2 separate regions of the Callithrix jacchus genome follow, and region 1 is linked to region 2. A link is a contact called in public Hi-C data. All regions are on one chromosome and are shown on one strand. Each heading gives the region's core, a stretch centred on a gene start, on an enhancer-like site or on the middle of the called end of the contact. The rest is flanking DNA. Distances are from core to core; before and after follow the strand shown.

Region 1 (3,327 bases), core at 779-3,278, 200 kb before region 2:
GCTGGGCCCTGGGGGCCCAGTCCCCTGCCCTGAGGTCCTGGTGGCAGCCAGCTGGTCCTCTGTCTCACACTCTAGGAGTCCTTCCTTCCCAGCCTGGTGCTTCAGTCGGTCCTGAAGCAAGGCCGCCCTGAGGAGTACTCTCTCCTCTTGCCCTCCCCAACACTGCATCGAGCTCAGAGGTGAGCACCCGCTAGCCCAAGCCCAGGGCACACAGGGCCAGGCCATGACGATCGCCCTTCCTTGCCCCACGAATAAAGGTGCATCCCAGGTGGCTGGGACCTGCCACACCACAAACCTTTCTTCGTATCTGATTGCTGGTCTCTGGGGGTTCCTGGAAGGAAGGGAGTTGGAGACACAGCCAGGATGAGGCTGAGCGGTGGGGACAGGGCATCCCCAGGGTCCAGGACTTGTACCAAGTGAACCCCTTTTCTGGAAGGTGGGAGACCCTGCCACAGACCTCAGACCTGGGAACATGCTGGGCCTGATGGTTCACACCTGTAATCCCAGCTCTTTGGAAGGCTGAGGTGGGAGGATGGCTTGACCCCAGGGGTTCAAGACCAGCCTGAGCAACATAGACCGTGTCTCTACAAAAAAATAAAAAAACAAAAATAATCTGGGCATAGTGGTGCATGCCTGGAGCCCCAGGTACTTGGGAGGCTGAGGCGGGCGATGACCCCAGGAGGTTGAGGCTGCAGTGAGCTGTGATCACACTGCTATTCTCCAGCGTGGGCAACAGAATGAGACCTTGTCTCAAAAAACAAACAACAAGAAACCCCAAAAACTTGGGACCAAGCCTCTGTCGACCTAAATCAGCCCACACCTGAAGTATGTACCTGCTGGAAACTGAGCCTAGGGGTGGAGAACCATGCCCCGCCCTGTCCTCCCCCTCCAAGCCTCTATCTAACCTTCACTGTGGAGTGAGGGTGTCCAGACTCCAGCCCAGGGAAGAGTACCCTGTATTAGTCTTACGCGTTTCCCCAGCCAGGTTCACAGCCTCTGGTCCCTGGAAGGCAAAACACCTGGGTGTGCTGGGCTGGGACCTCCCCTTCTCTCCCTAGTCTGGGGATGGTGGATGTTTGCATCAGGAGGTGGCGAAAGACAAGGTGGCAGGCACTGACTCAGCATCCCAGGCCACCGCCAAGCCCCTGTCTGCCAGGTCTGCCCCCGCCACACCTGCCTTCCAGCCCCCTGGACAAAGTTAGAGCCTCTCTCTGAAGCTGCCAGCGGCCCCCTGCCCCGCGCCATTGCCCGGGATCCGGGTCTTTCTCGCCACCTCCTGGCCGCTGAGGAAATAGCACGGAATCCACACCCTGACGTCTTGTTCCATGGCAAAGGAAGAGGCTGCAAAGGGTGGGATTGGGCTGGGCAGTGGCCGGTGGGGGTCCTTAGGGCCCGGCTGGGGGAGGCCTTTTGGGTGAGGCGCCCTGACTCCAGAAGAAGGGCAATAGAGCTAGGCTCAGTGTAGACGAACTCTGCGGGGATGGGACGAGGACAGCGCTGCAGCCGCTCCTCCACCGGGATTCACCAGAGTGGGATTCAGTCCCCCGGACGTCCCCTCCCCTCCATCTCCCTTTCTGGACTTTCACGCCCCGTCCCCTGACCCAGGCTTTCTATTTCCCGGAGAGACTCCGGGTCTCATCAGGCCTGATTCTACCGCCCCTCCTCTGTGTGGCCTTGCGCAGCCCACCTTGCCCTCTCCGAGCCTCAGTTTCCCCCAAGGACCGCGGCGGGTTCCGACCCTACCGCCGGCTGCAGAGCCGCGCCGCGCCCACGCGGGGGCAGTGTTAGCCTGGCTTTGGCGCCGCCTGGCGCGGCCGAAACTTCGCAGCTGAGTCTCGCTCCAGGGTCGGAAACTTTTCCCCTCGCTCGACGCCCGCACCCACTCGCTTCCGCCTCGGCGCTGCGGGCCCCCGGCAGCCCCGCTCCGGCCGCGAGACCTCCCGGCACGTGCCCCGAGCCCGCGGCAGGCCCTGGCGGGTGGGGGGAAACGCACCGCCCCCGCCCCCCAACTTCCCTCTCTCTCGCTTTTGCTGTTCAGCCCAAAATGGTTAGGCTTGCAGCCCTGCGGCAGCGCGGAGCACTGGAGCGGGAGTCCGCCTGGAGCGCCCTGGGCGGGTCTCGGCGATCCCAAGGCCCCCGACTCCTCGCCCGCACCGGGGACACCACGCCGGGGGAGGGCGCTGGGTGGGCCTGCGGGGAGACCTGGACCCCCTTCCGATTACCCCTGCCTTTCCCCCTTCTCCCCTTTCCCCTCCTCCTCTACCTCGTGGCCCCGGGAGCCCGCAGCGCTCCAGTCCGCCCGCCGCCCCCTCCTCCCGCTCCCTCCCCGCAAACCACTGGCAGCAGGCGGGAGGCCGAGTCCAGAGGACCCGAGACTCAGTCCCGCAGCTCCTGGCACTCACACCCCCCACCGAGATAGGCACCCGGAGACACACACAGGCTCGCTGCAGGACCACAGCCACATGGTACACAGACACACACACCACACACATCCACGGACTCCTGCCCCGCAGACAGCCCATGCACGCAGGTGGACCTCGCACAGACAGACACAGCAGCCCCCACATTCGGGGTCACCTTCTGCCCTGGAGGCCCAGAGGCTTCTCCCTGGCCCTCTGAAGCCACCTCTGTCCACCAACATGTCCCCCACCATCAACTTGGGGTCACCAAGAAGGATGATGATGAGGAGAGGGACCCAGGCATCCAGCTGTTCCCCAGGGGCCGTCGGGGGCCATCTCTCACCCTTCTGGACAGTGACCCAGGACTGGTAGCCTCCCCAGGGGCCCCAACAGGGCCCTTTTCCCTGGGGCATTTCCACTCAGGGCTGGGGGTGGGGGTATCGTGATTGGGGGGTTATGTTTGGGAGGTCGTGGGGGGGGTCGTGGGGGGGCGTTATTGTGGGGGGTTCGTGCTGAGGGGATTATGGTGGGTGTTGTGGTGGGGGATCATGGGGTGGTCGTGGTTGGGGAGTCGTGGTGAGGGGTTGTGGTGGGGGGTTGTGGTGGGTGGTGCTGCCCCTCCTGGGCTTCAGGAAGCAGCATGGTGGGGAGGCCAGGAAAGCTCTGCTCACCTCAACTTGACCTACCTGAGCCCGCTGGGATCAAGGCAGGTGCACCCCCCACTCCTGCCCACCTCCATGCTGTGAGGTCCTGTTTGCCCTCCCCAGCCCACCCTGACCTCTATCATTGGCCATGGGCAGTCCGGTGCCCAGCCAGTGCAAGGTAGAGTGGAAGCCAGGTCTGGCTCCTTAGCCCCATTTGCTGATAAGGACAGTAAAACCCCGAGGGCTCAGGGGGGTCTCACCTGGGGGTGCTGGTGATGCCACTG
Region 2 (3,349 bases), core at 601-3,100:
TCACCTCTCTGAGGCTCTGTCCCCTCATCTGTGAAACTGGGATCACCATGGTGTTTACCTCACTTGGTTATTTCGAGGGTCGAATTCCATAAGGAAATGTACAGACCTCGGTGGAGTGCCTGGCACTAAGTTCACAATCAGTGGTGATTGTGATTATTATCCCCATTTGCCAGTTGGGAAGACAGAGGCTGAAAGCAGCTCAGGGGCTTGCCCTGGATTACACAGTGGGCTGGTGGCAGAACCCGTGGCCTCTGCTTCTCCCGACCCCAGCCCAGTGCTCTTTTCCTCGAGCCTGGACCAAAAGCCAGCTCGAGTGTCAGAGACCCAAGGTGGCTGTCCTGGGTCACACCAGCTCCAATGACAGCTTCCATGTTCTAGTGCCTACTGTGCACCAGACGCCATGCCACAAGCTTGTGTGTACCACCTCCAGGAGCCATCACCTTCAGTGACGGGGCACTGTGCTGTCCCTGTTGTCCAGATGCACAAGCTGTGGCTTCAGCAGAGCCGGGATTCACCGCCAGGACTCTCTCTAGTCCTGGAGTTCCCGTTCTCAGCGCAGGCTACTGCCCACTGGGCCAAGGTGAGGCTTCTCTAGATTATAGCAACAGCTCCCAGGCACCTTATCCCCACAGGTCTGTCTCCTCCGTTAAGGAGAGACAGCAATATGACACCCAGACCGCTACTGTGGACCCTAAGGCTTCTGGATACCAGACAAGCTTCCCCTACAGAGTGGAGTTCCTTTCTCACATCTGGAAGGGGGAAGGAGGGAAGAAGAAACAACAGCTTGAGCCCCTCCCTCCCTTCGGCCAAAACAGGGCCGAAGTAGGGGCCCAGGCTGGTAGGCATGATGGTGGGGAGGTTTGAAGCAGGGGGTTGGTCCCCCCTCCTGCACACCCTCCCTACATTCCCATCTGGTCAGTCTGCTCAATGAAAGTTGAAGTCCGCCTCCTACAAAAAACAAAAGCCTCCCCTTTCCAATGTAGAAAGCCCCAGAGATCCGGACCACTCTGCTTGCCTTCTCTTTCGGCCAGTGTGACCAGGACCGGGCCCGGGAAGTGACAGCTGCCCTGCCCTGCGAGAGAGATCCCAGTCCTTAGCTTGTATCCTCTCTAAGGCCATACCCCAGGAGCAGCCTGCCGATCCTGTCCCCGCTGACTCCCACCGGCCGCCGCAGGGAGCAGGGCCAGATGGGGCGGCTCCGACTCCCTCCTTGCCTGGCAGTGCAGCCCCGTGACCAGTCCCCCTGAGACCTCCCGGCCTGGCCATCCGAGATGACCCTTGGCCCTTCCCCACAGAAGCCCAGACCTCTGACCCTTATTAAAAACAAACCAAACAAAATCCGGAGAGAGAAAAAATTTTTTCCACAAACAGCCTGAGAGATGATGGCGTGCCCCTGGCGCGCACACACACCCCAGCCTCAGACACGCGAGGCCGCCTCCACATAAACACGCTGCTGGCGCGCGGGCTGTGTTTAGGAAACACCCAGGTTTCTCTCAGTTTTGGGAGGGGTGTGAACGGTTTCAGAGTTTGCTGCTGGATGAGGGAGCCTGGGGGGCGGCAGGGATGTCTTTTCCGCTTTGTGCTCTTTGCTGTTTTTCTCAGGGAGGGGGATACGTGGACAAAAGGACCAGGAAACCCAGGAAGGAGGTCCTGGGACAGCACCCTCACCCCCAGGGGAGGTCCGGCTTGGGGAAGGCAGCCCCGGGGCCTGGGAGGCCCGGACTGGGCCTGGGCTCCAGAGGGTAGGGCTAGTGCCCCGCGTCGCCTCGGCGTCCCGGAGCTAGGCCCAGGGTCCGTCGCTCGGAAAACGTCTGGGACCGCTGAACCCGGGTCCCTGCCCTCTCCTCTCCCGGCTTCAGAGCCTGGAAACCAACAAACCCGCCCGGAACAAAGGCGGGGCGGCTTTCCAAAGGCAAACAAGAGACAGTTTGTCTTTTCCCTCCCCCGCACCTCACCCCCGAACCGAGCGGGCGGCCCAGGGCAGGTCTGGGGGGTCCGGGTGGCCCTGACGCGGCGACTTGGCACCCCCGCGACGCCCGCGTGGCCCGGGCCCCGCTGCGCGTGCGCGGGTTGGGGCGCAGGAGGCCGCGGCCGCCCGCGCAGCCTCGCTCGGGCCGGTCTCCGTGGCAACGGGCTCGGGGGGAGGGGCCGAGCGGCTCGGGCTGTGGCGGCTGCTATTTCTGCCGCTTCCTGTTCCTCGCGGCCACGTCGCCATGGCAACAGTGTTACTCACCGCGGCCGCTTCCCGGCTCGGCTAGCGCGCGTGACCCCGGCCGCTCGCGCCCCCTCGTCTCTCACTTGCTGTGTTTTCCCCTCTTCCCCCGGGCGTCCTCCTCCTCCTGCACCCCCGGGCCCCCTAAGCAGCGCGCCCCGGTGCCCCCCACCCTTCCCCCTCCTCCCTGGTGCCCACGGCCCGAGAGGGAGGGGGAGGGAGATTGATGGGGGACGCTTATTAAAAAACATTGTAACCGTTTCCGTTTTTATTACGTTGACAAGGGAGCGTTATTTACTGTTATTGTTTGCCGAGCGGGCCGAGCCTGAGCGCGGACGACCCCCCGGGAGCTCACCTTCAGGCTGCGGCGGCCGGCGGGCGGGGGCCGGGGCGGGGCGCGGGCAGGGAGCGGTGGGCGGCCGCGCACCCCGGGGCTCTGCTCCTCGCCCCTTTCCCCGCCAGCCCGGTCGGGCCCCTCGGCGGGGCGCGTTGGCGCGGGGAGGGACTGCAGAGGCCCGGTGACTCGCGTTGAAGGATAAAGGCAACAAAAAATAAAAAAGGAACAGATGACTTCATTCTCGGGAAGGCTTCGTCCTATACGGACCAATTTCCTGGAGACTGTGGTGGAACAGCCCGGCTGCCGTTGGAAGAAAGACCAGAACGTTCTGGGCCCCGCTGAACCCCGCCAGGGCAGGCTGCCGGGGTGTGCGATTCTGGCCGCGCGGGGAGGCGGGTGGCCTCCCTCCATCGTCGCAGGGCGCCTGTTTTCCAGTGTCCCGGGATTGGGAGGGGCTTGTGGGGAGGTGTTCACTGGGATCAGATGGGCCTGAAGGACGCCCCCCTCATCTCCAAGCCCCTGCTGGGCTGTTAATCTCATCCTGCTAATTAAAGTTTGTGATTCTGTCCCTAACTCAGCTCCCCACTCTTGGACAGTATCTGCTCAAATGCAAACAGTTGCAGCTCTGGACAGGGAAGCCAGAGGGAAAAGGCCTCTGCAGTGCGCACATGGATTAAAAACAATCTGTTGGGCCGGCATGGTGGCTCATGCCTGTGATCTCAGCACTTTGGGAGGCCGAGGCGGGAAGATCATTTGAAGCCAGGAGTTCAAGACCAGCCTGGCCAACATGGTGAAACCCT

Evidence for each region. A called contact is a pair of places that touch in the nucleus more often than the background predicts.
Region 1: a contact with region 2 is called in a Hi-C map of induced pluripotent stem cells, with 4 times the contacts expected there. The contact joins two enhancer-like sites. A contact is called at or near these places in 3 of 3 Hi-C or Micro-C datasets (induced pluripotent stem cells and skeletal muscle).

The regions. Positions count from the first base shown.
Region 1 is chr1:178,198,027-178,201,353 of calJac240_pri, reverse strand. It overlaps C1H9orf50 (chromosome 1 C9orf50 homolog), which reads left to right. Exons shown (of 5, transcript XR_013519456.1): 5 at 76-294. Among named protein-coding and RNA genes, the nearest start is that of C1H9orf50, 8.9 kb to the left of the region's middle. Within about 2 kb of position 2,028, at least 7 of the 16 cell types and tissues checked have an H3K27ac peak or open chromatin away from gene starts, as enhancers often do.
Region 2 is chr1:177,997,677-178,001,025 of calJac240_pri, reverse strand. No RefSeq gene overlaps it. Among named protein-coding and RNA genes, the nearest start is that of C1H9orf50, 210 kb to the left of the region's middle. Within about 2 kb of position 1,850, at least 15 of the 16 cell types and tissues checked have an H3K27ac peak or open chromatin away from gene starts, as enhancers often do.